Linked DNA regions of Mus musculus: regions 1, 2 and 4 are each linked to region 3. The links are chromatin contacts, called in public Hi-C, HiChIP or PLAC-seq and promoter capture Hi-C maps. All regions are on one chromosome and are shown on one strand. Each heading gives the region's core, a stretch centred on a gene start, on an enhancer-like site or on the middle of the called end of the contact. The rest is flanking DNA. Distances are from core to core; before and after follow the strand shown.

Region 1 (3,213 bases), core at 12-2,511, 520 kb before region 3:
ACAATTGCACCAATGCCTCCAACACAAGGAAGTTTTTGCCTGTTGGAGCACAAGGAAACATTTTTGAACTTTGTTCAGGCTCACTCAGTGCCAGAGCTGGCCCTATGCCTCTCTGTAAACTAGAGAAAGGTCAATCCATTTCTCCGATGATTTTTATATTGTGGGGAGGGGTGGGTGAAGGATGGCAGCTGGGGCTGGGAGGTTTATAAGTGCATCTGCACAGTTCCTTTTGTAAGGTTAGTGAGTATTGTAATATCAAATGGATATCATTGGGACTGGACTTTGCCATTATTACCATTCCCTGTTCCGGACTTCCCACCTTTCCCAAGTATGTATATATGTATGTATGTATGCATGCATGTATGTATGTATGTATGTTTCTACTAGTGCTGAGATTTGAACCCTATGTCCGTAAGAATGGATATGTGCTCTGTTACTGAGCAACATTCCAGAGCTGTTCTTCCTTTTACTGAGCTTTCTGAGATCACAGGGTTACTATTATTTACTTAGATCCTATATGTCATGCATGTATGCATTACCTCACTTAAGCCTCCTTACTGCCTTAGGAGGCAAACGTTATTATCTGATAAAGACCAGTAAGTAGTACCTTTGTTACAATCAAAACCATGGCTTTGCCAGTTTTGTGACCCTGACAATTTTAAGACTTCCTTTCTTTGTCTGTAAAATGAGGATATTGATTCCTTCCTTGAGGGGATGCCAGATGCTCACTAAGTAGTACTAAGTAGTATTTAGATCCCACCGAAGAAACATAAGTTTGCTAATTTGCTTACGGTATTTGGTAAATGGCCTCAGATTCTAATTTGCTTAGCCCTACAGCTAATGTATTTTGTTCGACTACTTTATAATTGGTTATAATCATTTTGAGTGAGTCCTGGTAATTCTTGTGAGCTTCTGGTTCTTCGTATGCAAATGAGGATAATATTTTATAGAGTTCATTCATTAAACGTTTTTGTGTAAGGTGTGGGCTTCAGCGAGACTCCAGTTGCTTTCCCTTTCTCCATCTTGTCCTACGTAAATCATTTAGCCTTTATATGTATCTATTTCCTTAGCTTCCAACAGAGCTTTGCAGGAACTTGGCCGAGCAGACCGGCAGCGGCACATTTTTTACTGTATTCAAGATTCCTCTTTTATTTCCTCTTCTACCTAAGGCTCCCGCCCCACCCAGCGCCAGGCCACGCCCCTGCGCATGACGTCAGCACGCCTCGCGCGTCGCGTCGCGGCGCTTGCTGGGGGCCCGGCTTTCGCCCGCTGCTGCCGCCGCCGCCGCCGGCCGCGGCTGCTCTCCCAAGATGGCGGCACCTCCGGGCGAGTACTTCAGCGTTGGGAGCCAGGTGTCGTGCCGGACGTGCCAGGAGCAGCGGCTGCAGGGCGAGGTGGTAGCCTTCGACTACCAGTCCAAAATGCTGGCTCTAAGTATCCTTCTCTGCGTGGACCCCGAGGCCGGGCCGGCGTGTAGGTGCGGTGGTGGGGGGGCGGGGGACGGCGGCGGCAGCTAGGGCCCTCTCCCGGCCTAGGGGCGACCGGCTACCGCGGTGCCCCGGGCGCATGCGCATGGCCGTGAGATTCCCATCCCCCTCCCGCGGGCCTTTTCGGTCCACTTTGGGGACCCTTGTCTCCCACCCCTTGTGGGAGCTGGGCCCCAACTGAGGGTTGGTGGGTGGAGCGGGGCTTGACACGCGGGTGTCTTTTCGGGAGGGGACGATGTCTTAAGGGGACTCCGTGATTGAGGGGAGGGGGTCGTGGTGGGGAGAGGGCTGGAGATTGGAGCCCGGATGGAGTCGGGAGGGGTGTGTAGGGTCAGGAACTGCTAGTAGGGTAAGGGTATGGACTTTACGAGTGGACTGTCTGCTGATGAGATTTGATTCAAGAAAGGGCGGTGGTGGGATGGTGGTCTAATGGGCCTTGCCGGTTTAGAGATGGGAAGTGCGGAACAGAGTTTGTATCTGAACTGGTGGCGAATTTTGCTGGGGTGGTGTATGCTTGGTGTCACTGTGTGTGCTGACTTTGAAGGTTCTCAGGCATTTGAAAACTGCTACTTAGGAGGTGTTGGAATTAGAAGCCTGGTCTAGAGAGGACTTGCCACGTTTTTCAGGGGTTTATGTATGACAGACAGTGTGGCCTTCGGTTCAGTTCAACACATTCCATAGAAACGTCCCTCTTTTTCAAAGTACCAGTGTTAAACTGCATGGAAGAAGTGGCCCTGTTCCCTAATGGTTTATGAATTACTTCACCAACTCACTGTTGGAAAACAAAACGCTTCCTGGTTGAAATAAATGAACCTCTGCCTCCCCCTTTATTTGAGCTACAGGTGGGTTTACTAGAATTATTTTTAGAAGGTAGCCTCTGTCTTTAAAATGAAGTTTCTTATGGAAACTTCTGCTGCCTTTTAATTGTGAGTTGTTGATTTCCAGCTCAGAAAGATTTCTTCATAAACGGCATACAACAAGAACGATTTCTTTGTGTGTGTGTGTTATTTTAAAAAGAGGAGAACATACTTTGGCCTAAAACCTCTTCCTTTGGTGACTTACTTGGAAGAGTCTTTTCTTGTTTTTTTTTTTTTATGGTTTTTCGAGATAGTGTTTCTTTGTATAGCTCTGGCTATCCTGGAACTCACTTTGTAGACCAGGCTGGCCTCGAACTCAGAAATCAGCCTGCCTCTGCCTCCCGAGTGCTGGGATTAAAGGCGTGCACTGCCCGGCTGGAAGAGTCTTAAGGAAGACTTACTCTTTTTATGTGACAAACAGCAGGGTCTTAGTAAGTGGTTGGAAAATGAATGAATGGATGGATGGATGAATGAATGAATAAGGTCTCATCTTGGGTAGTTTCCATCCCAAAGGTGTATTTTTGCCTCTAAAAAAATGGGAAACTTAAAGTGTGAAAAAGAAACTGAAAAAAGAAAGAACGTGAAACCTGAATAAGTGAGAAGCACTCTTGAGACTCAGGGAGACTCTAGTGCTACCCAAACCTGGCAGCACTGGCGCTTCTGTGTGGTTCTTAAGTTTAAGACAAACAGTGCACCTGGCATCAAGACTGCATTTCTTCCCATACAACGCATGGAGAAAGTGATAGGAACTCTGTTAAGGCTATTTCTAGCTATATACGTACGGCATTGACAAATTTGACACCCTTTGCTTATGCATTTAGGCAGGAGCAAGCTGATGGAGGTTTATTGAGAGCTAAGATTCCTATGAG
Region 2 (3,376 bases), core at 530-3,029, 560 kb before region 3:
ACCATCCGTAATGAGATCTGATGCCCTCTTCTGGGGTATCTGAAGACAGCTACAGTGTACTTACATATAATAAATAAATATTAAAAAATAAAATAAACGAGGTTGTTTCAGATTTCAGGGGGTATAGAAGAAGACAACAAAGAGAGTAAACATTGCTGGGCATGGTGTCACACGCCTTTAATCCTAGCAATTGGGAGGCAGAGGCAGGTGGATCTCTATGAGGCCAGCCTGGTCTACAAATTGAGTTCAGGACAGCTAGGGCTGGCTACACTGAGAAACTCTGTCTTGAAAATAAGTAAACAAAACAACAAAACAAGAAGGAGGGGGAGGGGGAGGAGAAGGAAGAGGAAGAAGAGGAGGGAGGAGGAGGAGGAAGAAGGAGAGGAGAAGAAGAAAAGAAGGAAGAAGGAGAAGGAGAAGAAAAGAAAAAAGAAAGAAAACGTTTGGTTTATATAACCTAGATTTTTCAGGCATACAGAGTCAGACTCATGAACGTTTGTATAAAGTATTGGAACTAATGGATATTTTGTTTTGTTTGTTTGTTTGTTTTTTCCAGACAGGGTTTCTCAGTATGGCTGTCCTGGAACTCACTCTGTAGACCAGGCTGGTCTTAAACTCAGAGATCTGCCTGCCTCTGCCTCCCAAGTGCTGGGATTAAAGCCGTATGTCAAGGCAATAAACAAAGTCTAAGAGCTTGTCAGGATGACCAAGATACCTGAGCCTACTTCCCTGTCCTAGCCCAAAATCACATTCTTGCCTGAAATCTACTTCTTTGTTCCACCCTAAAATTAGATTCCTACCTGAACTTACTCCCTTGTCATGGCCCAATGTCAGATTCCTGCCTGAATCTCATTTTCTTGTCCTTGACCAATGTCAGATTCCTGTCAAACGCCCCAAAAGCCGCTTTTACACCCCCCACATATGTATAATTTTGAGCATCTGTATGATAACTTACTAAATAGATGTCTCCTAGTTTATTTGCAGATACCTACCTGATGGATATTTATTTAGGTTGTTTCTGACATCTCATATAACAAACAATCTCTTCCTATACTCATTTTGGAGCACAATATTTTCTTAGAATACATTTTTTGCTAGGAAAATTGCTAGGTCATTGACAAAACAATGTAGGTTTAATGATACAGTCATGTTCAGTTCCACTGACGTGGTAGTAGTATGTGTGGTATCAAAGTTGGGGACCAGCGGACTTTTAGGTTCTTGGTCTGTTCCTTTGAAGGCCAGGGACAGTTACAACCTATGCTGGCTTTCTCCAAGGAGTTTCTTTTAACAAGATGCAGCGCTGTGCCATATTAGCACGGTGGGTTAGAGACTTGTCCAAGCTAATCTTTCAGCTTTGACGCGCCTGCAGGGGCTTCCACTTCCAAGGCAGCCCCTAGGATTCCACCCCCCTCTACCCTCCCCCTAACGAGGGAAGGGCGTGTTAGGGAACAGCTCAGGCGGGCAAAGATTGCACCATCCGCCGTTTGAAAAGGAAGTCGAAAAAGCACAGAGAACAAAATCGTAAATCCCACACATCCAGCCCCTGCAGCAGCCGGGGTCCGGGTTCTACTCAGTTCATTACTTGGCGAAGAGATCGGGATCCCTTCTCTGCCACCTCCACCCCAGCCTAACCTTGGGCTGGGCATTGGCCCTTTAAGAAGCTGTCACGGTGGCGCTATTGGTCCCGCCCATCTGAGGGGAGGGCCGAATGGGAGGGGAGGGTTCTCGGTTGAAGCCCGAAAAAGGGGGGGTCTGAGCCTATTTTTAGCTCGGGGTCGGGTCACGTGACGAGAGTGACGTCTCCGAATGTTGTTGTTGGTGGCGGCGGCGAGCGGAGCCGGAGGAGCCGCCGCAAAGATGGAGGAGCCGTCGAGGAGGCGCTGCCGCTGCTGTTGCCGCCGCTGCTGCCGCCGCCGCCCGCGAAGCCGGAGCTCGAGCCGCAGCGGGTGAGCGCGCCGCACCCGCCAGGACCCCACCTCCCACGGCCCCGGGACGCCCCGCAGCGTCCCGTCCTCCCGCCGTCGCTGCCCGCGGGCTCCCCGCGACCCTGTCCTTCCTCCCGGCGCGCGCGCCGAGCCAGCCCGCACCCCCAGGGAGCGTCGCTGGGCCCGGGGAGTGTCGCCTTTGGCTCGCCGCGCGCGCCCCTCCTCATCCCTCCCTTGCAGGGCTCCTTCTCTGCAGGTAAGGGAGGGGCCGATTTTCCCGCACCCCGCACCCCGCGCCCCCAAATGTCCCGCAGACCGGCCGGGGATGTCTGATTTGTCTCCTCCCCGGCGGCTCATAATCCGTTGCAACTGCGATTTGAGCCTTGCAACCCGCATTCTGGGCAGACCCTCTCTTCACTAGACACCCCTTTCTTGTTACTCTGAGGTGAGGGGCGCAGCCCACCCACAGTGCTTCTCCAAGTGGCGAAGAACATACCCTTGATTTTATGTCCTTGACGTCCCTGCAGGTGGAAGAGGACTGCGGGGCCCATCTTACTTGTCTGTGCTATTCACCCCCTCGCCTGTGAGGCGTTACTGCGTTTATTACCACCCTCTTCTGTCTGACACCCTGGAGCTCGGGAAAGAGCTGGGAGATGAATTGGTGATCTTTCTTGGCTAGGGCAGATCTCCCCACCCCACTCCCGCGCCCAGTTTTCATCTTGGGTTTGTTTCTCATGGGGCAGAGGTTCTAATAGTGCCTTGTTAACTTGGGGGAGTCGGCTTCCCCCCTCCCCACCCATCCCTGGGGCCCTCAGGAAGATGAGAACTGGCTGGACGATAAGTAATTAATCTAAGAGCTGGGGGGGGGCGCGGGGAGTGTGTTTCATTTCGGGGAGAAGGTGACCACTTCATGTCCCTGCGTTTGGCCTTCTGAGATGAGCTTTGTCCCTGAAGAGGAAGGATAGCAGCTGCAGTTGCTTTTGGGGTGTGTGTGGTGTGTGTGTGTGTAGTGTGTGTAGTGTGTGTGTGTACCCATCACTCTGGTAGTGACCACTATGCTTCTGGGTCCTGGAATTAGCTTTGGATCTTGGGAATGGGAATGGAGAGAGGGGTTTAGGGATCAGTGGGAGGGGAAGATAGAGTTAGATCCTAGGAACAAAAGGAGGCAGGGATGGGAGATTGGTTTGGGCCAGAAGACCTCTGGCTAATCCTTACATTGGAACCTGTTGGCCCTCCACTTAGGTCCTAAGGTTGCAGGCAGGGAGGGTCTCCCAGGCTCTTATGCCCTCCACACTGGGACCCAAGAGCCCATGCTGGCTGTGGAGATGGGCTACGGATGAACCATGTTGTGGGCTCCTCATTCCAGTCTTCCCTTCTCTTTCCCTTCCTAAACAACAAAGCTTGAGGAGAACTTGGTCTGCCTCTTCCTTCTGAAGTCTTCCCTTTTCTCT
Region 3 (3,215 bases), core at 523-3,022:
CTGCCTGACTATAATGTGTACTGACCCCCTAGCAGGTAGGGTAGGGGCAGCTTCGGGTCACCGTCTCTTCTTGCTCGACCGAGGTGCCTTCTTCCTCTTCAGGATCATTTCATACAAATGTTCCAGGCCTGGCTGCAGGCCCAGCCCGTCCACAGCACTGCAGCCCTGCACATGGGTGAGCGTGGCAGCTGCCAGCTCTCGGACCGCCAGCCTCTTCTCCACCTCGGCTGCACTCAGTGCCCCCGGTTGGTCCTGCTTGTTGGCCAGCACCAGCACTGGCACCCCCTGGTTGTCGGAAGCCTTGCTGATCCGGTGTAACTCCATTCTGGCTTCCTCTAACCTCTCAGTCTCTGCAGAGTCCACCACAAACACCAGTCCATCTGTCCGGCGGGTGTAGGAGCGCCACAGTGGCCGAAGCTTCTCCTGACCCCCAACATCCCACACTTGGAAAGTGATCCCACGGGAACCCCCCAGGGGCACGCGGATCTTCTCAGTATTAAAGCCCTTGGTGGGGACGCTCTGGACAAACTCCTTGAACTTGAGACGGTAAAGAAGGGAAGTCTTCCCCGCGGAATCCAACCCAATGACGACGACATGCAGGGCCTGGAAGTGCGGCAGAAAGGACGAGGCTGTAGGGGCCATTTCAGTCAAGTGGTTCCCCATGGTGAGCTAGGGTGCAGGGTGGACCTCAGGAGTAGGTCTGGGACTCCAGCAGAGGCCAAGAAGAGGAGACCTTAAAACGGCAGGTAGCACAAGCTGGGGTGTCTAAACAAGGCCAAAAAAGAAACGAGAAAGGTTTAGAATAAACGAATTTGCAACTTTTGGGTCCTTCCCCTAAACCTGCACCCTACCCTTCTAAATATTCCTTTTATTAAAACAAGGTTTGCCCCAGCAGTGGTGGAGCACACCTTTAATCCCAGCACTTGGGAGGCAGAGGCAGGTGGATTTCTGAGTTCGAGGCCAGCCTGGTCTACAGAGTGAGTTCCAGGACAGCCAGGGCTACACAGAGAAACCCTGTCTAGAAAAACAAAAAAGAAAAAAAAAAAGATTTTTAAGTGCCTCTTTTTCCAAAGTAAAGAAAAAATATTTTGTGCGTGTGTGTAAGCCACTCACAGCTTGAGTGTTAAAGTCAGGACAACTTACAAGAGTATGTGGGTCTCAGGAACCAATTAGGGTCCTCATGTTTTAGGGTAGGCGCTTTTAAACCATCTCCAATGCCTTTCTCCTTCCCCTCTTCTTAAAAATAAAAAATAAAAAAAGTAGCTACAGGTGTAACAAGGCGTGCTCCTGTCCCAGGGACTCCTAGGAGAGGCCCTGAGGTCAGAGAAACTCTCGGGCACTAGGATCTTCGAGGGTGCGGATCTTGCAGGCAAGATCCGAAGTAAGGTCGTTTCCCTGCACCCCTCTCCGAGATTGAGAGAAAGCAGAAGCTGTGCTCTCCACTCCCCAGAGGAGAAATCTCGCATGAAGGAGGCGGTCGGGCAGTGTGCCCAAAGTAAGAGCACCGATGTGGGTCGGGCTCCCACAAGCACCGCATACCCACAACGGTGGCACGCCCCTGCGGGCGCTTTGACCACCACCACACGGCCCTGCAACTCTCCAGCCAGCGGTCGACGCCCGCTCCCCTAAGCCCCGCAAGCCGGCGCCTTTGCATGGTCCAGACACCCTCCTTTACCTTCAGCCAGCCGCACTCTCCGCGAGCCACGCCAACCAGACACCGACTCGTCGCGTCTCAGCCACAGCGGACTTTGCAGTGCCGCTGCTCCGGTTCCTCGTTAAAAACCCTCTCGTGACGTCACACGACGCGGCCCAATCAGCGTCCCGGAGGCGGGGACTGAGCCAGCCTCTGCAGCCCCAGCCTGGAAATGGAGAGCTCGTTCTATCCGGAACCGCTTTATTTTAATCTTTTCTACCTTATTCAGTATTTGGAACAGAGCCTGGAACTCATTAGGGCTGGGAGGTGGGACAGACTAAAGGAACAGGCGTGGCTGCGCCTGACGAGAGCATGGAACGGAATGTCTAATAATGACACTACCCCATCCACTTGCCCTCAATCCGGCTGCCCCCCCCCCATACTTTCCTTCCACCTAAAGATCTGCTCGAAGAGATTCTGACATGTTTTCGTATCTTACCTCATTCAGTAGTACTCATTCAAGTCACTGTCTTCATCTAGTTTGCAAAGCAGTATTTACCTGGAGCTCTGATACAGCTGATTCATAATACTAAGCCCATTTAATGTATATAGGAGTACGGGGACGCTGACACACCAGAAGAGGGCATCGGATCCCCTTACAGATGGTTGTGAGCCACCATGTGGTTGCTGGGAAATGGATTCAGGACCTCTGCAAGGGCAGCAGTGCTCAGTGTCAGTTAAGCCAGTGGGTCAGTATATGCCCATGTGTTCAGTAGGAAATGTCAGATCTCCTGGAACCAGAATTAGAGACAGTGGTGACTGCCTCATATGGGTGCTGGGAACCGAACCTGGGTCCGCTGGAAGAGTAATAAGTGCTCTTAACCACTGAGCCATTGCTTCAAGGGATAAGGGGGTGGGGGGAGTATTTTTTGAGACAGGGTCTTTCTATATAACCCTAGCTATCCTGGAACTCACTATGTAGACTAGGGTGGCCTCATACACAAAATAATCCACCTGCCTCTGCCTTTAAGATTAAAGGCATGAAACCAGGCAGTGGTAGTGCATGCCTTTAATCTTGGGAGGCAGTGGCAGGCAGATTTCTGTGTTCGAGGCCATCCTGATCTACAGAGTGAGTTCCAGTACAGCCAGGGCCACACAGAGAAACCATCTCGGGAAAAAAAAAGGAAAAAAAAGGATTAAAGGCATGAGCCATCATATCCAGCTATATTTGGTTTTTTTGTGTGTGTGTTTTGAGATAGGAATCTCATTATGTAGCTCAGGCTATCCTGGACATCCTAACAATCTTTGGGCCTCAGCTTCCTGCATATAGAGCATGGAGGACCCCATTACCTCACAGTAGCATGTTAGGGACTGTTGTCTGTTTCTTACAGGTACAGAAAGCTGCAGATGGATAAAAGACTTAGTTATGATCACATTTAGGTCATATGTGGCTGAGCAAGATCTGTCTGAATTCAGTGCCAGGATGCTCACTGCTTGGCAATAGTCTTCTCATGGGGAGACTCTGGGGCGAGGCAGTCTTACGTTAGACAGCCAGCATTACACAGTGAGATGCTGTCTAAAA
Region 4 (3,221 bases), core at 42-2,541, 620 kb before region 3:
TATTTGGAAATACTTCCCAACGGTTCCCACTATCCTTCTTTCAATCTGTCTTGTGCTATGAAGGTTTTCCCTCTCTGCGGCTTCTGAGAAAGCATTGGAGGCTCTCTGCATATTCCTCGGAGTACCGTCTCTTTTCCTTGGAGAATCTACGTTCACAGCTGTCTCTGGGCAAATCCATCTGGTGATTATCATCATCAGACTACTCTCACAGCACCCACAAAACATCATTACACTCATAACCTGTCCATTTCTTCATTGACTCCTGGAAGATAAGAACCGAGGGTAGTTCTCTTTGTTTGAAGCTCTTAATGCAATGTCACAGTAGCTGCTCAAGGAATATTTGTAGAACACACCAACACTCTCAGAAGCGTTTCCACAGCCTTATTTACACAGATTGGCCCTGGAGTCAGGGAAGCGATTCTGGGTCACTGTCTAGCCCCTCTTCTAGCTATGCAATGTCCAGCAACGTTCTCAAAGCCTCAGCTTTCTCAACAGTAAAGTGGGGTTTAAAATGGTTACCTACCTCATAAGGTTGTTTTGAAGAAGACGTGAAATCATCGAAGCAAAAATAATTAACACTGTTCAATAAACAAATGATAGCAATTACGTCTCACTCCCATAACTAACCCCTGTTGGTCAGGTTAGTGTCAGGAACCGTGATGTACACAAAAGGAAACTGTGGCAAAGACAGATGGAAGCGGAGGACACAAGGAACTGCCGCGGGCAGGGGCCAGATAGGGGACCTGCATCTGTCTGACCAAGGCCTCGGCTTTCTCCTCAGCCTGTGGACGATCCTGACCGCACTGTGGGGAGTCGTCCCCGACCGTGCTTTTTTCTGGGGTGAAGGTTCTGCGTCTGAAAGGTCCTATTCCCTTGGCAGTGGAGTCCATCAGCACCCCCCACCCCACCCCCGAGCCGAGGAGCTTCCGGGTTTCGGTCGCAGTGCCCAAGCCCGACTCTCCGGGACAGTGATGGTTTAGGGTCAGGTGAAGAAGCGAGGGTCGGGAGGTAGGGGGGTCACAAACCATCCACACCCCTCAAACTTCGGGGCGGGGCAGAGGAGAGGGGGCGGAGCTTGAGGACGCGAGGAGTCATGGGAGATTAAAGGGGGTTTGGATGGTTACTGTGCCTCGATGGGGAAGGAAAGCCTCACCTGACAAAGCCAGGATAAATGTTTTGACTTCGCCAGGACAGTCTTTGTAGTTCTCTTTCCGTAGGGGTCAGGGGAGGGGCTGGCAACTCAGGATTCTGTCCAGGGTCCGATCTCTTCCGGCTTTTCTCGGAAGCTGTTAACATCCAGGACAGGAAGTCCCGCCTCCCCGCCTTGTACTGATGACGCAAAGCTACGTAAGGCGGACTGACGTAAACGTAATCTTTAAATAAAAGGGCCAGGTTGCGCCGCGGCAGAAGGGGAGGAGTCATTGTTGGCGGGATTTCGGACCTCCGGCAGTAAGACCACGCCCATTAGGCGTGGCCTCGGACCTCCTGGAGGTCGGAGGCGGGGCCAAAAGAGAAGAGGCGGGGGAAGGTGTTTGTGGGGGGCGTGGTTTCATGCTTAGACGATTGCCCTGGCAAGCTCTCCTGGTCCACCCGCCGCTAGGTTTCCTTCTTTCCCGCCTGGTTTTTCCTTCCGGTTTGGTTCTCTAGCTCCAGAGCTAATGAGATTCATTACTGCTTCGCCAATGCACACCAGGCTCCAAGGTTGGGAGCGGTAAAGTCTGCTATTTTTGACTTCTAAGACAGTTGTTCCTCGAGGAGATGGGCAAGAATACAAATTAAAGTCTTAAGTACTTGAAGATTTCTACCTCGTATAGCTTTAATAAATGAAGCGGGAAGGCATTTTAAAGAGATACAAATACAGTGCCCTCAGCCGGGCAGTGGTGGCACACGCATTTAATCCCAGCACTTGGGAGGCAGAGGCAGGCTGATTTCTGAGTTCGAGGCCAGCCGGGTCTACAAGTAGTGAGTTCCAGGACAGCCAGGGCTATACAGAGAAACCCTGTCTCGAAAAACAAACAAACAAACAAAAAACAAATAGAGTGCCTTCTTAAGAAAGGATTTTTTTTCTTTTACTTGTTTCTATGTGTATGCCGCGTGTGTGGGTACTTGCAGAGCCCAGAAGAGGGCATTGGATCTCCATGAGCTAGGGTTACAAGAGGTTGTAAATCGCCAGTCTTGAGTGCTGGGGAGAGAACTCAGGTCTTCTGGCAAGAAGAACAAGTGCTCTTAACCATTGAACCATCTCTCCAAGTCTATCACCCTGGATTAGTTTTTCCTTTTTTTTTTTTTTTTTTTGGTTTTGTTTGATTGTTGATTCACTATGTAGAAGAGCAAGCAGCCTTTCTCAACCTTTGAGTCTAACGACTCATTCAGAGGTCGCATATCGGATTTTATATTAGTATTCATAAGAGTAGCAAAATTACAGTTGTGAAGTAGCACCAAAAATAACTTTACAGAGAACCAGTGTAGTGGATGATCTTTCCCATCTGGGCACCACCATGAGATTAACCCAGTGTTTTGATGGTCTTGGTCACTTTAAGAAATGTATTACATTTTATTTATTGATTGAGTATATGTAGATGTGTGCACTACAGCCCAAACGTGGCGGTCAGAGGACAGCTTGTGGGACTTGATTCTCCTTCTACCCTGGGGGTCCCAGGGGTTGAACTGATGTCACCAGCCTTTGTGGCAACTGCCCCTCCCCATACCATCTCACTGGCCCCTCCTTAATCATTTTTCTTTCTTTCTTTCTTTTTCTTTTCTTTTCTTTTCTTTTTTTTTTTTTGGTTTTTTTCGAGACAGGGTTTCTCTGTGTAGCCCTGGTTATCCTGGAACTCACTCTGTATACCAGGCTGGCCTCCAACTCAGAAATCTGCCTGCCTCTGCCTCCCGAGTGCTGGGATTAAAGGCGTGTGCCACCACGCCCGGACATTTTTCATGACACTGTAGATGTTCTCCTTATCTTTCCTAAACTATATATCTTTAAAAGATTTATTTATTTATTTTATATGAGTACACCGTAGCTGTCTTCAGACACCCCAGAAGAGGGCACCAGATTCATATTGCAGATGGTTGTGGGCCACCACGTGGTTGCTGGGATTTGAACTCAGGACTTCTGGAAGAGCAGTCAGTGCTCATAACCACTGAGCCATCTCTCTAGCCCCCTTTCCTAAACTATTGAACTTTGAAACTTAGGTGTTCGTTTGTTTGTTTGTGAGGCA

The links. Promoter capture Hi-C pulls out the DNA fragments that hold promoters and counts their contacts. Hi-C and Micro-C count contacts between places; a contact is called where the count stands out from the background. HiChIP or PLAC-seq counts read pairs in DNA pulled down with a chosen protein or histone mark.
Region 1: a Hi-C map of CD8 T cells shows a contact between it and region 3, with 5 times the contacts expected there. The contact joins the promoter of Lsm12 here to the promoter of Arl4d in region 3. A contact is called at or near these places in 1 of 484 Hi-C or Micro-C datasets (CD8 T cells) and 2 of 115 datasets of contacts at active chromatin or transcription factors (memory CD8 T cells and pancreatic cancer cells).
Region 2: a contact with region 3 is called in a promoter capture Hi-C map of liver. The contact joins the promoter of Hdac5 here to the promoter of Arl4d in region 3. A contact is called at or near these places in 2 of 39 promoter capture datasets (liver and macrophages) and 1 of 115 datasets of contacts at active chromatin or transcription factors (memory CD8 T cells).
Region 4: a contact with region 3 is called in an H3K4me3 HiChIP or PLAC-seq map of embryonic limb bud, with 3 times the contacts expected there. The contact joins the promoter of Tmub2 here to the promoter of Arl4d in region 3. A contact is called at or near these places in 2 of 115 datasets of contacts at active chromatin or transcription factors (embryonic limb bud and memory CD8 T cells) and 1 of 9 other capture datasets (pancreatic islet).

What each region holds. Positions count from the first base shown.
Region 1 is chr11:102,183,304-102,186,516 of GRCm38.p6, reverse strand. Lsm12 (LSM12 homolog) reads left to right here and starts at 1,261. Exons shown (of 5, transcript NM_172947.3): 1 at 1,261-1,434. The coding sequence starts at 1,311.
Region 2 is chr11:102,228,575-102,231,950 of GRCm38.p6, reverse strand. Hdac5 (histone deacetylase 5) reads left to right here and starts at 1,779. Exons shown (of 27, transcript NM_010412.3): 1 at 1,779-1,946. It overlaps Mir8101 (microRNA 8101), which reads left to right and starts at 1,801; the gene lies at 1,801-1,911.
Region 3 is chr11:101,664,098-101,667,312 of GRCm38.p6, reverse strand. It overlaps Arl4d (ADP-ribosylation factor-like 4D), which reads right to left and starts at 1,772. Exons shown (of 2, transcript NM_025404.3): 1 at 1,676-1,772; 2 at 1-765. The coding sequence starts at 663. The coding sequence ends at 58.
Region 4 is chr11:102,283,021-102,286,241 of GRCm38.p6, reverse strand. It overlaps Tmub2 (transmembrane and ubiquitin-like domain containing 2), which reads right to left and starts at 1,291. Exons shown (of 4, transcript NM_028076.4): 1 at 1,154-1,291; 2 at 524-578. The coding sequence starts at 558.